2 separate regions of the Cricetulus griseus genome follow, and region 1 is linked to region 2. The links are chromatin contacts, called in public Hi-C maps. All regions are on one chromosome and are shown on one strand. Each heading gives the region's core, a stretch centred on a gene start, on an enhancer-like site or on the middle of the called end of the contact. The rest is flanking DNA. Distances are from core to core; before and after follow the strand shown. Region 1 holds the start of LOC100755284 (40S ribosomal protein S27-like). Region 2 holds the start of Slc6a4 (sodium-dependent serotonin transporter).

The links. A called contact is a pair of places that touch in the nucleus more often than the background predicts.
Region 1: a contact with region 2 is called in a Hi-C map of the CHK-Q cell line, with 4 times the contacts expected there. The contact joins the promoter of LOC100755284 here to the promoter of Slc6a4 in region 2. A contact is called at or near these places in 3 of 8 Hi-C or Micro-C datasets (the CHK-Q cell line, the CHO-K1 cell line and fibroblasts).

What each region holds. Positions count from the first base shown.
Region 1 is chr7:90,704,614-90,707,313 of CriGri-PICRH-1.0, reverse strand. LOC100755284 (40S ribosomal protein S27-like) reads right to left here and starts at 1,387. Exons shown (of 1, transcript XM_027426683.2): 1 at 1,042-1,387. The coding sequence starts at 1,372. The coding sequence ends at 1,118. The region is part of intron 2 of Ssh2 (protein phosphatase Slingshot homolog 2); the gene reads right to left.
Region 2 is chr7:90,417,203-90,419,902 of CriGri-PICRH-1.0, reverse strand. Slc6a4 (sodium-dependent serotonin transporter) reads right to left here and starts at 1,318. Exons shown (of 13, transcript XM_035448185.1): 1 at 517-1,318. The coding sequence starts at 859.

The sequences.
Region 1 (2,700 bases), core at 138-2,637, 290 kb before region 2:
AGGAATGTTCCAGGTGCACTGCAAGGGTTGATCTAAGACTCTATTCAGACTCTGCTTCCTCTTACTCAAGTAAAATTCTAGACTCCATTCCTTGAACACTCCACACTCTGTTCATTTTCTGTATTGTAGCCCAAGCTCTCAACATGGTTATATGATTTGTTTTTCAGCCAGGACACACTGGTACAGATGAACTAATTGTTAAAATGCTGAAATATTTGTGTGCAATGAATCGTGGCTCCTCTGAATGTTCAAACTCAAACAGGCAGGTTAATGTCTGGCACTGCAGGGGACTTCCAGATCCGGTTCCTGCTTAGTCAAAATAGCTGACTGTGCCATATAAATTAAATATTTTGAATATCTTTTCCTGCACCAAGTCACATTTTCTTCTGCTGTCTAAACTCTGTTTATTTTGGTTTTAGTGTGGGAGATTTAGCCTAGGGCCTCACACATGCTAAGCACATGCTCTATCATTGAGCTAAATCCCTATCTGTTCTCTAACTTTGATTTTTTATTAATGAATTTATTTATTTTACATCTCAGCTGCAGTTTCCTTTCCCTCCTCTCCTCCCACTCCCTCCCTCCCCATTCTCCCTGTGTTCCCACTTCCAATCTATACTCCTCATTTCTGTTTAGGAAAGCACAGGCCCCGCCTGAGTATCAATAAAACATGACAGATCAAGTTGCAGCAAGACTAAGCACCTCCCCACGTGACCCAGTATGAGGAGTAGGGTCCATTCACCCCTGGGCCAGTGCCTGTGTGTTCCTGCTGTCTCTATCTCCGGGTCTCTTACCTGTAGCTAGTTCTCTGCCTACTAGCCACACTCGAATCGCTGAATTCAGTTCTGGTTTGAATGCTGCTAGTCATTCAATTTACCATGCCTCCATAAGGATTTAAATTATAAAAGGAACTAAAAAGGAATTTTCTTTTAGTATTAAATATGCTAATTTTTATGGATCTGAAGAATTAGATTAGGATTAAACAAAATTATAAATTGAGATATTTAAAAGAAGAGGACACAAGCATTGAAGTGTAACAAAGGGGTGTTGCTTTTTTTTTTTTTTAAATCCAAAATGTGTTTATTGGGATGGTTCCCACTCATCTTGAGTCAGGTGCTTTTTAGTGCTGCTTCCTCCTGAAGGAGCATCCTTCTGTCAGCCTTGCTTTTCCGCCTGTGGGCTGACAGAGGACAGTGGAGCAGCCAACACACAAGACTACCGTTTGTGCATGGCTAAAGACCGTGATGATTTTATAGCGTCCTGGACACTTCACATCCATAAAGGAGGAATTGGGGCTCTGCACCGGGTGCTTTTTCTTGTGTTTCCTCTTTTCTGCTTCTGGAGAGGGATGAAGGAGATCCTTTTCGAGAGTCATGTTCTGGTAGGGAGCTCGAGGCGCTTTTTTTTTTTTTTTTTTAAAAAAAAACCAATTATTTCTAAACGGACAGCATGAGGTTTTCAAACTTTCTAAAGTTGTCTTCAAATTAGGGAGTAAACAAACACAGTTAATGGATCTGGCCAGAAAGAAATTAAAATATTAAGATATAGGCATTTTGCTATGATAGATTTTACAAGTGGGGAATGAATTGCTATCGTATTATTCATACTTAAACTCACTACATAGCAGAGGATGGATGACCTTTAACTTCTGACCCTTCTGTCTCCACCTGCGCAGTGCTGAGATTACAGGTGTGAGCTAGCACGCCTGATTTTAAGAGGTGCTAGAAGATCAAACCGTTGACTTAGTGCATGTCAGATAATCACTACCAACCAAGTTACGCCCTTGGCCCATTTGTAGATCTTTAAATAGGAAATAATCTATTTATTAAGAGCTGCTGAAATCTACAGGGGGCACAGAAGAATGTGAGACAATACCATATTCACAAAGTTTACCTGCCTGACGAGGTATAGTTATTATATTTGAGAAGTTGATCCAAAATTTTAATTAAAATGTGTTAAATTTAAAATTTACTTGTATCATTATTCTCTATGTGTGCATGTGTATGTATGAATATGCACGTGCTTGCGCATATGCCATGGTATGTGTGTGAAGGTTAAAAAACCAATTTTGTAGCATTAGTTCTCCCAGCCATCTTTCCCTGGATTCTGGGGAATCAAATTCATGTTACCACTCTTGTGTGGCAAGCACCTTTATCTGCTGAGCCATCACACAAGCCCTATCCAAAAACTTTTTAAATTTTAAGACAAAGTGTCACTATGTGCCCTTGGTTGGCCTGGAAAACTCTATGTAGACCAGGCTAGCCTTAACTCCTAGAGATCCACCTGCTTCTGCCTCCCAACTGCTGGGATTAAATGTGTATGCCACCACAACAGGCTGACCCCAGGCTTTTAGGTGTAAATGTGTGGAAAAAGGATAAGTCATAGGAATTTAGAAGCACTATCACTGTGAGCATGCTATTCCTAAGGCAGGTGGGCTTTGAACCCAGTTGTAAAGATTTTGGAGAGAGAGAGAAAGAGAGAGAGAGAGAGAGAGAGAGAGAGAGGAGAGAGGGAGGGAGAGATTGAGAGACTGACATTGGTATTGAGACATGAGAAAAAGGAAAGAATAGCAGAAATATAGTTGGGAATAGTAATGCACTGTCTAGTGAGTTGAAACCAGAGCTTGCTTTGAGGTGGGCTCCAAATGATAAATTTCAGGGATCTGGGTTCTGAACATGATCCATAGATGGGGAACCCAGAGAT
Region 2 (2,700 bases), core at 69-2,568:
ATATCATACTGAGGCTGGGTTCAACTCTGGATCACTTCAAGTCTGATAACTTAAAGACTCTGGAACTAAACTAGTGCCATTCTCTGACCTCACACAAGCCCAAAGTCCCAGAAGGGTCTGGAGCTTTACAGTCACCTCCCAGTATTCCCTCCCACAGGCGTCACACCTCCCCGCTCTGCCAGTAGAACTTCAGCACAGTGTAGTGAGTGTTCTCTTGCTTTTCACTCACTCATAGAAGCCTGACTAATACAGGATGAGAAGGAAAGTCCTTCAGCAAATGAGAAACAGACAATGCTATAAACCAGGGCCAGCTTCACAACCTGAAAGCCACACACAGGCTTCCTTAGGCTTCTGGCTGACTGGAGACTTGACTAGCATGAAAGCCTAGGTTTTACATTTCTCAGTCTCATGTCGGTCACACAAGACAGTAAAGATGTGTTTTGTCTTAGGGCCTCCCATGAGGGTTAACAACCCACCCCTGGGTGGGAGCCTCTGCTGGTGGCCCATGGTACTAACCTCCGCCATTCTGGTAGCATATGTAGGGGAAACGCCAGATGTTGCCCAGGTCTACAGCATAGCCAATGACAGACAGGAGAAAATCCATCTTCTTGCCCCAGGTCTCCCGTTCCCCTTGGCGAATCTCAGCCACCAGGGTGGTGGTGGCAGCTGGGATAGAGTGTGTAGCTTCGTCTCCTGCACTCGTGTTGGGAACTGAAGAATACCCATTGGATATTTGGCCAGGCTCTGCCCTGTTCCCTGGGGTGGGGACACCCTTCTGTAGAACACCATTTTCTTGACAGTCCTCTCTGTCCTTGCACGCTGACAGCACTTTCTGAGAATTCAAGGGTGTGGTCTCCATCCTGTTGGTCAGTAAATGATACCGATGCCCATCTGCCAAGCACCCAAACTTGGCTTGATTCTCCTCCCAGTGTTATGGTGACAAAGCCAAGAGCTCTGTTGGAGAAGCATACAGAGAAAGGAGAGAGAAAGTAGGGGTTCATTTGTTTGGGGTATTAATCATTCACGTTTCATTTTTTAAGAAAGCTCTCACTCTGTAGCCCAGGTTGGCCTTGAACTTGCAGTAGACCTCCTTTCCCAGCTTCCCGAGTGCAGGAATTACAAGCTTAAATGATCTTAGGTGACAGGGTTACAAATGCTCTTATCTGTAAGCCAGCGCATTTGCTCAGAGTCAATAAAATCAACTAAACTTTTCCACAAATGGAGGGTGTCAAATCACCATCAAGTAATTTGAAAAGGAAACAAAACAAAAATAGCAAGTCACCAAGATTGCTTGCATAGGCTCTACTTAAGAACCAGCACTTGCGTCATTTAGAGGGACACCAGTGTCCCCTGTAGTTTATCAGTAACCCAGAGGAATGTCAGCAGAGGTTCCCTGCAGAGCCAGAGAGCCCTGCCCTGAATGCCATGCCTAGAAACAGCAGCACAGCCGCAGCTTCTGTCTGTCTGCCAGCTGGGACAGTCCTCTCCTTTTAAACTGAGCACCTGATGCTAGATCTTACATATGCTGCCAAGGTGGTCTAAAGAGGAAAAGAGAAGCAAAATACCACCCTTGGGCGTTGCCTGATATCTGGGTCTTTTCTCAACTTCCCCGACTGGCTCCAGGAAGATTCCAGCTGCCTGCAGCTATGTCCAGCCCACCCACGCTCCACCTTTCAGCCTTCCCAGGTCCTCTGCAGGTCCCAGTGGGCCATGTCTGTCACTGCTCCTCACCATTCATCCTATTGCCACTTCCCAGCAACTTCTGGGGCTAAGGTTGTCACTGCAGCCATGAGCACACCGGTGTGTTCGTCCCGAGAGTCAAGGAGAAAAGTGTGCATGCCGCTGACCCCAGACTTGCCTGGTGACCCTGTTCCCATGTGCCCTGCAGAAGGCTGGATCCTGGCAGCTGCAACTTTATTTCACTGCCATGACGGGGAGCAGGGGAGCAGCTGGGCTCTCTTCTGGACTGAGGGTGAGATTTCTACACGTGGAGTAGTAATCTGAGCCCTTTTGGACTTTAACCCCTCTGCCTGCTATAAACTTAGAAGGCCTTCCAAGTCACTCTCCATTTCTTTTCAGCACTTGGCAGTTTGGGAATTAGACTATGCTTCTGCTTCATTAAGATGATGCCATACCTTTCTAGAAATGGACTCTTACACTGCTCACAATGACAGAGATCCCATGCCAGCTTCAAAGCCCAACCATGGGAGGAGGGCAAACGCTCAGCTCCTTCCTTCTAGGGTTTTCAGGAAACCACATATTTCTCCTTTCTTTTCTTTGCTTTCTCGACGGGATCAACAATCGAGGCTGGCCTTGAACTTACCATGTGGTAAGGGTGAATTTGAATTTGTCTGACTTTTCTGCTTCCACGTCTCAGTGCTAGATCACATGAGTGCACCACTGTGTCTGGGTTTATGCTGCACCGGGGACTGAAGGCAGGACTCTGCACACTGGGCAAGCATTCTACCAACTGAGCTACATCATAGCTCTCAATACAGACAGGTGTGAAGACAAAAATACTGTGAGGGGCTAGGCATATATCTAAGTGGTAGGGCATTTGTTTAGCATACAGAGTTCCCACACACGTACACAGAATGAAAAACCTGAACACACTGTGCACTGTGGATATAAATGTTGGCAAAGATTAGACACAAACAGCAGGAGATGAGAGTAAGAGTTTTGTGCTCAATGTTTTTTTTT